Regions from separate parts of the Sus scrofa genome. Here region 2 is linked to region 1. The links are chromatin contacts, called in public HiChIP or PLAC-seq maps. All regions are on one chromosome and are shown on one strand. The core of a region is the stretch at or near the end of the contact, and the rest is flanking DNA. Distances in the headings are between cores, read along the strand shown.

The links. HiChIP or PLAC-seq counts read pairs in DNA pulled down with a chosen protein or histone mark.
Region 2: a contact with region 1 is called in an H3K27ac HiChIP or PLAC-seq map of skeletal muscle. The contact joins the enhancer-like site here to the promoter of ZBTB20 in region 1. A contact is called at or near these places in 2 of 5 promoter capture datasets (fetal liver and liver), 18 of 47 Hi-C or Micro-C datasets (brain, embryonic fibroblasts, epiblast stem cells and 8 more) and 2 of 2 datasets of contacts at active chromatin or transcription factors (alveolar macrophages and skeletal muscle).

Annotation. Positions count from the first base shown.
Region 1 is chr13:144,854,142-144,859,311 of Sscrofa11.1, reverse strand. It overlaps ZBTB20 (zinc finger and BTB domain-containing protein 20), which reads right to left and starts at 3,491. Exons shown (of 10, transcript XM_021071270.1): 1 at 3,296-3,491; 2 at 1,225-1,319.
Region 2 is chr13:144,900,884-144,906,269 of Sscrofa11.1, reverse strand. The region is part of intron 2 of ZBTB20 (zinc finger and BTB domain-containing protein 20); the gene reads right to left. Among named protein-coding and RNA genes, the nearest start is that of ZBTB20, 48 kb to the right of the region's middle. Within about 2 kb of position 2,664, at least 52 of the 83 cell types and tissues checked have an H3K27ac peak or open chromatin away from gene starts, as enhancers often do. A contact at or near this core is called in alveolar macrophages, brain, fetal liver and 5 more, where this site is marked.

The DNA.
Region 1 (5,170 bases), core at 2,242-4,741:
TTTTAATTAAAAAAGTTAAGATATTCTAGCTTATGTTTTACCACAGTTTGCTAACAAGACAAAAGCTCCATAGGAATTTTACAGTAAATTCCAAGACACAGGATTTTTTCAATATAAAATAACATTTTATTTATTTCAAAGTCATGCTTAAAATTATGAAAAAAATAAAACCTCTATCCGTTAAAAAGACCTACTGAAATGTTTGAATAATGTTTCATGCAATAACAAAGGGTACAAATAAGAAATAAAGTAAGCTCTTTTATCTATCATCGGTAACTGGTAAATACCTCCCTACCCCTCACAAGACTGTAAGAGTTTTCAAATCATATTCCCCAAAATGCTAAAAGAGGTTTTATGGTTTCATCCAAAAATATTTTCTAGTAATCTAAAGTACACAAAGTTTATGTGACATTAGTATACAAACCCCACCCCTCACCCACAGGAGCAGGTAATTTTATCCCTGTTCATTGTGACATCCCAGTGTCTAGAAAAAGTCGATGAATTTAAATATCCATTTCAAAAGAAAAAAATTCAAATAAATGAGTGCCCATCAAGTTTCACTCTACATACCAAATGTTTTGAATAATCTTTCCTTACTCTTTATTCTAAAATAATTCAAATAATTTGCAATTTATTTATATATTTTGGAAACTTTACAGAGACTTAGTTGTATGCTCTTCTAAAACGATCTTATTTTTCAGTTTAGTCCTATTTTTCCTTTTTTTCTAGGAATTCCAGTTTGGTCAGAAAGTCTTCTAAAGATTGACTACTGAGATAAAAGGTATTTCATTAAAAATGGCTTTCTCCTTAAAATTTTATTCCTATATCAAGTAGTCAAATTCATATTAATTTGACAACAAGAGTAGTTGGATATTTGTGGGTCTCAAAAACTTTCCAACTTAACCTCTTAAGAAACTAATATCACATCAACTAGTAGTTCTGAACACCTGCCCCCCGCTCTCCCCAAATATACACAAAATTGTAACCCTCACATGTAAGCTGTTCTTTCCTCTAGTACTCCATTTAAACTCATACTGCCTTTCAGGAGCTAGTCATTATCAGTGTACACATGAACTATATCTGTATTTTCCTGGTATAGAAGTAATCTTAAAATGCTGGCATCTTAAGGCAGGTAAGCATAAAGACTTCTTCCTAAAAATGGATATAACTTGACATTTTTAGTCTTAAACCTCTTTCTTTAGTCTGTTAAAATTGGGACCTCACCATGAAAGGGCGAATTGCTTTGGAGGTTGGTAGCCAGTTAACTTGTCACCTGATCCTCATATGCAAAAGGCCTTTATTCCACTGGTCTGTGAGATCTGAAATCACAAAACCAAAAATACCCAACTGCTAGATTGACTGAGCAGGTTATTATATTTCTAGAAAACTCACTTTTATTCATCTCACCTTTTATTTGAGCATCATGTATTCTGAGGCCTAAAGCCCTCCAAAATTGAGCTCAAAGGAAATCACATCCCCAGTGTTAAGAATACTTGAGCACTTAACAATGAGTAACAAAGCAATTCTTCAAGGACAATTTCAAAAACTTTCTTGAGAGACTACTCTGAAGAGGGCACAGTAAGTGGTATCACCACACACTATCTGTGCCTCAACTAGATATATTCTGATTAAGAATAACAAGAGCAAACAAGGGCATTAAAAAAATTGAACTTTTCCTAGAAATACAGAACTGCCTAATCAAAAAACAGAAATACAGATAGCCAAAATTGTACTTGTCAAATGTGGGGTTGGGGTGTAGCAGGGTGGAAGACTATAACAATTCCCAAATGACAGCAGAGTACATGGGATTAGGAGCAACAGATAAGAAAATAAATCATTTATGAAACTGTTGATGATAACTGATTAATGTGTAAAGCTTGAGAATTTACAAAGTGGTCCTATTATTCATGGTTTAAAACTTTCAGTGGCAACAAGAACAGCTAACTTTAGAACAGAACTTGTTTGAAAATATTGGGAGAATGAGTGGTCTCTGCTAATTTCCTTAGCTGAAATTTACACATGACCACGCAGTGAGAAAACTGCACTTTAGCGACATTTTGGCTTTTCTTAAGGGTAAGAAGTAGTTAATACAATTTTCACGTGTCTAGAAGATTAACAAGTTTAACTTTGCTTGGGCCAATGGTGATTTTTGAGGCCAGTACTTAACGAACAGGCTTTAATTACTTCCTGGTTCATTCAAATTTTTATTGGAAAACTGTCACCCTGCTACTGACCCCATTCAACTGGGTTCAGCGTTAAGAGATCAGCGGATTACCGTGCTAGGTAGCGTAGCTGTACGCCATATTGTGTTTTTCGCTAATGTTTATAGTTTATGTGTGTGCCTAGCATATGTTTGTGCAAGTGTGTTTATCAATATAACTTTTAGAAAATCCCTTCCTCCTGCCTCTTCAGCATCCTTAAAAAGGATAACAGCTTCGGGAGGGGCGGGGCATGAGGCGGGTGGTGGGAGGTGACCAGAACGCCACCCGGACAGAAATGCATTAAACAATGTAAAAGAGAGTGCGTTTCTTTTAAACTTTCAAAAAGCATCCAACCATTTTATCTCAGCTATGAAAAAGAGCAAACATATTTTAATATTTCCAAAGGGGCCCAAAGGAAGAGAGAAAGAAGGAAAGGTGTGTCTTCCCTTCCCAAGCCCCCTCCTCTACAGTCGCAGCAGCGAAGCAGGCGGCGGCCGGTAGCTCCCGCGTCTTGAGGGGCGTCCAGCGGCTCTGGGGCCAGGACCCCTCCCGCCCCCCAGTTCTCTGAAGACGCTCCAGAGACCGCCAGAGCCACGGCAAGTGGGGAAGGGCGAGGAGGGAGGGGACGGAAGACAAGCGGGCGCCTCTAGCAGCTCCTGAGCCCCGGCTAGTCCCCCTCAGCTCCTCTTCTTGGAAGCGGCAGCTCCAGGCGCGGGGAGTAGAGAGAAGAAGGCAGAAGACACGTTTCCAGCTGCGGGACGCCCCGCCCGCCCTAGGACCCCGGACCCTCCCGCGCTCCCTCCCTCCGCGCCTGGTCGGGCGAGGCCGCCGCAGCCGCTTGGAGCGAGGAGGGGCGCCCGGGGGAAGGGGGCGCGGAGGGGGGACGCCTGGGGGAGGGGGCGTTCGCTTGGCCCGCCAACGGCCCGCGAGCTCGCCACTCTAACTCGCTCCCCCAACCCCACCCCGCGCCCCTCCTTTCCCGTCCCGCCACCCCCAACTCCTAGCGCCTCGCAGACGCCTGGTCCCCCACGGCATGCACACACCCCTCCCTCCCGCCCGCCAGCCCCACAACAAATTAGAGTTTTTGGCGTTACCTCCTCGCGCTCTTTAATCTTCTTTCCTCAACTCCTAAACTTCCCCCGCCCCTACTTCTTCGGCAAAAAGCCCACATTGGCCGCCTCACGCCGCGAACCCTCTATCTTTTCCTACTATTCGGTTTCCCTAATGCCACTCTTGGCTTCAGTGAGCCAATAAGAATGGGACGCCCCTCGTGAAGTTGCCGCCCATAAACAAAATACACTCTTCCTCCTCCCCTCACCTGTCCCCGCCCCCATTGCCTCTTCCCTCATCTCTACCACCTTCGATTGGACTAGAAAAGGCCCAATCCGCTATCTCAGACACCCATTGGGGCACGGAAACTTCGCTCAGAGAACTGTTAACAGGCAATTGGTCAGCAATCTTCCCACTTCCCCCCCACCTCTGCCGCACATTCGCCCACTCTGGAGAGGTCAGTCATATCTCGTTGTTCAGTGATCCGAGAGATGGGATTCTATTGGTTGAGAGAGCCCGTCAGACCGGACTGGAGTGAGCCATGATTGGTCAACACAAACACGATCAAGTGTGGTTGTCTACTCCTCCGATCCTCCTTTTTTTCTCCACGCCCCTGCCCCCTCCCGCCTGCTTTTACTTTCTACGCATTTCTATTTCCTCCTTTATTTATTTATTTGTGATAAACTTAAATGACCCGGCGACGGAGGCGGGACTCGAGACGAGGACGAAGATGACGAGGGACGGCCGGGGGCCAATTGCCGAGGGGGCTGCCGCGTGAGGGGCAGCGGCGTTGGCCAGTGAGAGGCAGGTGTCTGGAGCGCTCTAGGCCTATGGAGCCGGGATGCCCCAGCGGAGGCGGCGGTTACCCGCTGTCTGGCGCGGCAGGCTGGCGGGGGGGTAGCCACGGGAGGCGAGAAGCGGGGTGTCTCTGTCGCCGACAGCTGAGGCGGCAGGAGAAATATGGATGAGGGGCGGTGTGAGAGAAAACGGGAGAGAGGGTCTGCCGAGGCGGCGGCGCTCAAGGCCACGCTGGGTCAGGCTTGATTCCTGAGGAGTGGGGTGCAGGTTGCCAAGCCGGGAGGTCACCAGAGGCCGCTGAAGCAGTGCCAGTGCTCAATGGGAAAATGTGTTCGTTCAGGAGGTTTAGAAAAATACTATGTAAAACAGTTTGGAGTAAGCTGCCCTTAATATAAATGAGGATATTATTCTAGCGGGAAAAGCAGATTACTAAACGCCTGAAGTACCTACGACCCAACCGGAGCCTACAAAATTGAATATCCTGAGGGGTAAACCGAAGGAACAAATAAAGCAACACGGAAAATTAAATGCGGGTCAGATGCTTCAGTAAAACCTTCATCCTCATCCATTTGTCACTCAACATAGCACTTCCCAGAGACATATTCTTACCAAGAGTTGGTCCAGTACCCAGGCATTAGGGGGAAAAAAAAAAAAAAAAAAAAAGAATGAAGCTTAAAGCCGGCAGGAAGCTCAGGAAAGATTCCTAAAAAGGACTAAATGAAAAAATAAATAAATAAATAAATCTGCAGAATAAAAAATTGCCATAATTAGGGAATTCAGAAATAATTTATCACAAAATAAGAGACTTCATTAAGAATGCCATATGTACAAAAATATATTTGCAATGTGAAAATAATTTTTTTTATGGGACATGCTTTTGATGTGTTATTTCCAATAAACTCAAGTCCTCTGAATTTTATCTTAGGCTTCCTTGGGACATCCAGCCTGCCTTAAAGAAAAAATTCATGATACTTGTTAAAGATAGTTAGGCAGACTTTATTCAGGACCATTGAGATAGCTATGGCTAGGATCTTTGCATTTAGATTTTGCAGAACAGGTAGATTGGGCTCACCCTCATGTTTAGAGGGGGTAAGTGGGAACTTTAGCTAAGAAACAAGGTG
Region 2 (5,386 bases), core at 1,415-3,914, 48 kb before region 1:
AAAACGAAACACACTGTGACCTGACCAAGACTTCAGGGCTTTCAACAGGCAGATTTCATGTGCTGAAAGGAAAAGCCCACCATAACCAGCAAGGCTGGTTAATGAATTCTTCCGGCACTCTATAGCCCTCCTGTGACGCAAGCCTTTCAGGTTTCCAAATCCCTATATAGTAGAGTACACTGGTTTTAAGTTTACTTATGCACATTTTATAATATCCTGCTGTATTTTGATTGTGACAGTCCCTCCCAGAAAAGGCTAAGATTATTTTTTCATACTAAAAATATTTTAGATCTACTGAAGGCTAAGAATTATAATGCAAAAGAAAACATACACACATTCTAAAAATCAAGCCAACCATAAAAATGACTAAATGTTTATTTACTCTTTTATTCTTTCTAGAAGGTAAAAAGAAATTCTTATCTTCCCTTAAAAACCTCTTTGTTTTTTGTTTGCTTCTAATTAACATAAATATGCTTAATATGAAATTTTAAGATGTCATGTCTGCAAAGAATCTGATTTCTTTATCCATACCTGTATAAGACTATGTACATAAATGTACATATATGCACACATGTATCTCCTCATATACATTTGTACAGAAAAAGAGAATTGCTAGACAAGAAACACATTAAAGATTTCCTTTGAAAAAAAGAGTAGAATTTAGGCAGGTCTCACAATGTTGATATAGAAAATGACAGGTGCGTGAGACATGCACACTTTTGATATATTAGTTTTAAAACAAATTTTGGGGGCAGGAGTCTGAAATGGAGGAAAATCACACATATATCGCATACCATATTAACACAGACTTTCAATAGACTACCCTCAAAGTCCCCTGATTGGACCTGACTGTACTCAGCATTTGTACTACTCTTGGTCAAAGCTGGCCTTCCAGCTTAAAAGACAGTTTAGGCAACATAAGCAAATTAAAAGTCTCTGAATAAATTTTTTAAAAGAAAGAGAAAAAAAGACTTAGCAAAAGTTCACCACCCTCTTGGAATAATGGATTTTTAATAAACATTTTGCTATGTTTGAACCTTGAGAATGTGTTTGGGAATCTGCTCTAGCGTCCCAGGTGGGTTAAGAATATTGCTTTATGGACTTCTTTGTGTTGTCAGAGAGGCCTAATGGAATTAAAAAAAAAAAAGAAGAAGAAGAAGAAGGAAAAAAAAAAAGTCTGCCACTTCTAGTAAATAAATAATTTATTATGAAAAAGGTGATTGTTATTATCAAAGATCTCTATAGATTAGCATCCATTTTCTATCATTGCCAATGTGCATGCTGAAAACATTTGCATATCTTACCACCTGACTTAATTTTTATCAAATGAATAGCAGTTTTACTTTCAGACAAATCTAAATAAAACTCCATTAGGAGACCATTTCAAATGGACCTATTTAACTACTTTGAATTTTGAAGAGCACTGTTCTGGGAAAACTCTTCAACAATGTCAGCTAGTTGTGAATACAACTTTTCCCAACATAAAAAAGAAAAGTAAATAATAAAGGAAAAAGAAAGCACCTCAAAACTATGTTTGAAATAACAAATACCTTATTTATAGTCGCCGAAATGTTAAATGAATACTTACAGTTGTTGCACAAGATGGCCTGATACACTTCATAGCTTCCACTTTGTAAAAAGATGGCCAGCCCCCTACTCCTCCCTCCCCAAGCATAAATAAACAGTAACAGACTAAAAGGAAACTGTCCTAGGATAAAAACTGCTTGTTAAGAAAGTTTGCATTCTTACTAACCAGTGATATCCCTATAAATGTAAAAGTCCATCTGCAAAATAAAAGTTACAAAACTGAGTACCTTATTCCTTTCAAAACACACCCCTAGATGTAATATAGAAGAGTGTGTAATAATAAAAATAATTACTAGATTTTTACCCACCCTGAGTGGACAACCCCTCACCTTATGGCCAATGCCACCAAATAAATACACTGGCAAAAAGTATTCAACCTGCTTCAAGGATTTAAACTGTACATATGGACTTTAAACTTCAATGTAAAACAAAGAACAAGAGTCTCACTTTAGTAATACCCACACACTGTCACTGCAGCTAAAACTCATTGGCACATAACTAACAAAACCAGTTAGCAATAAATAAGGACAACATGATATATAGACAGACAGATGGAATTGCATAGACAAGAAAAGCAAAGAGACTAACAAACATACGGAGGGGTCTGTTATAAAAGAGTGAAAGATTCTGATTTATTTGGCACTTTAGTGAGAAAAATAGGTTTGTTTGTAATTATTTTTAAAGTAATTAAACTAAATCACAAGGGCACACCCTTAAATAAGTAGGAAAAAAATTAGTAGAGGATAGGCCTCCTATAGATGTTCCAAATTTAAGCTAGCAATAGCTATGTCAAACTTAAATCTGGAAATTAAAATTCAAGGTAGAAAGAATAAAAGCATTTGGGGCTAAAGGAGATGATAGGTAGAGGGGGGATTGAGGGAGCAGGATTTTTTTTTTTATGAAAGTTGTCTGCCCTACCTTCTTCCCCAGCGCTGAGTTTCTCTTCTCATAATCGGTGTCTCCCTGGAAGTACAGTGTGAGTGGTAATGACTGCCTGCCTCCCTAATGAGTCCATTTTCCTGCTCTTGATGTTGTGTATATACACACACTGCAACCTACCTTACAAACCACAGAGACGGGAAGAGAGAGAGAGAGCAAGAGAGAGGGAGGGAGAGGGGGGGCAGAGAGGGAGAGAGAGACAGAGACAGAGCAAGCAAGCGAGTGAGAGAGAAGAGGAGACAGAGAGAAAGAAAAACAGAAAGAAACAGAGAGAGAAAGGCACAGACAAAGCCCTCCTACCAGACAGCAGACAGCCCTCCTTCCCCTATCCAGCAAAATGCAACTCGTCTAATGCAGCAACAGGTTCAGTATTGCCAGACTAACAGAGTGAAAAAAGGTATATTCTCTATATCATTACTGCTTGCAAATAAACAGTTTAAGAGCAGCTGGCTCCACCTTCTTTATTTATGCTCCATTATGAGGAATGTATTGTTTCAGTTCTGGCACACAGTACATGTAATTATCATAAATACATTTTTTGCATATTAGCAGGAAATAGTGAAATACACAGCTTATTTGTGCAATCTTTAAAATTTTTTTTAATGTGAAAAGAGTGTCAACAAATCTGCTCTGACAAAAGCCTAGTAATGATTTTGAAGTCAGAGCAGTCTTAAAGGAGGCTCTGAAAGAAACAGACTCCATACAATAGGAAAACTGATCTCAGACAAACTGATAATTGCAGAGAAGAAATCATTGCTCAGTAAATAAATCAAGACCATAAGCGAAACTGCACACAAAAACGGAATTAAGTTTAATTAAGTAACTAATAGATTGGTACTCTAGAAGAAAGCAGATTGGTTTCTTATTTGAAGCATCTATCTGTACAAACATTACAATGCAACGTGCTCTGTGTGAACAGGTGCAATGCATATAGTACACAGTGTTACAACAGAAATAAATCTCGTAAAGACCTTCCATCACAAGATTTCAAAGAATATGGATCTGAAACCATAGCAGAAACTCCTCATTCTTTTATTAGGAGGAAAAAATAAAAATAATCAATGCTTCTAAATAAAGCTTCCCTAAAAGAAAAAAAAAAAAACTGTTTTTCTTTGTCTGATGCCTCTAATCATTTTTTTTTTTCTACATGCCAGAACCAAAGTAATGCTGATATTGCATTCTTCACACCATCACGTTTCCTTACCCCCTTCCCCACTCCCAGGTGCCTTTTCTCCCATAGTGATATATTTACAGCTATAGAATTATAAAGATCAGAAAACAGAACTAGTTTCCAGCCCTTCTCCTTGTCCCCCAGTTTTTTAAAACTAGACTCTTCATGTCTACCCAGACAGTCACCTTTCTTAAAATATCTCTATACAGTTTGAGCTGTATGTCCTTTAGAGGGGATTTAGAAACATTATAATAGAGGTTAAATATTCTAAATAAAATTACATAAAAATGAAAAATGTGATTGATTCTGACTAATTCAAACCCTGCATTTGGGGACCAATAATTAAGTATATTAATTGTAAAATCATCCTTTTTATATGGTTTAGTGTTTTACCATGCTTCAAAAATTAGGATGTGTTCTTCGTATAAGCAAAGCTGCTTAACTATGAGCATCAATTCCTTCATTTGAAAGTCAGTTTTCAGTTAATAAAATAACTTAATGTCTTTAATATACAACTTGTAGATTAACTACATCTTCACCTGATTCACAAAAACCTTTTAGAATGTCAATTAAATCTTGGGTCATGTTCAGAACAGAAATCAGTATCGTTTTAGCTATTTTTAAGGGTAAATAATCCATAGCATAGGAATTAGAAGGTGATGTCTGGCCACACATACTCAAACTGTCCTGGGAAAATTATAGCAAGAAACCAAGAGTCCAGACACTCCATTCTCACTGTAAGCCACAAATTCTAATTCTCTGGTACCGCAAGTGTTGTACTCCTCTCAAGGGTAGTTGCTTAATAAAGACGGCACAGACACACAGGAAAGGGAATGTAACAGACCCCTACTTTTGGTCACATGTCTTGAGAAAATCCTTTCTAAGACTCCCTTAGTGTGCCTAAAGTACCAGCATGCATCTTGCCCCCTCCTGATCAGCCTAGCAATTCTGATTTTCTACTATTGCCCTACTGTTTCTCTGAAGCTTTGTTCAAATGTATGAAGAAAAATGCCACTTAAAAAAGCACACAAGCCATACAATTTGACAGACTGACTCAAATTAGATATTAGTATGTCCTGACTTTTAAAACCAGGGTTCTAGGTATTTTTGTTTTGTTTAGTTTGTTTTAACCCAAGGGGAATAAGAAGACAGTATTTGATTTCTACCAGCAGGAGTTAAAAGGAGTGTAAAGGACCATGAAGGCTATTCACCTTTTCTAAAGAATACCTAGCTAGTTGAATTTTAAAAAAGAAAAACAGATATTTTGTCTTAGTGAAAAATGCACAACTCACCACTTTCTCCATATCTGCACATTTTACTATATTCCAAGCACAATAAATGATACATTCTTAGTACTTTCTAGAGTTTGAGAAATCCTTTCCCTGATGGGATTCAAAACCTATGTATTGTAAGTTAACCATAACACCATGTGAAACAGTAAACCTAATTGACCATCAGACTCTGAAGTTATAAAGTTATTATATTGCTTAATATGTTGACATGCCATGGAGCAATTTCATCCTGTAGAAAAATCCTAAAGTGGGAGTTAAAAACTGGTTTTAGTACTAGTGTCACCATGAGTAGTTTGTGTAACCTGCTCAGGTCATGTAATCATCCTCTTTTTCATAAAAAATAAATAAATAAAATTTAATTTAAAAGGAAGGAACTGAACTGGTTAACATAATAATG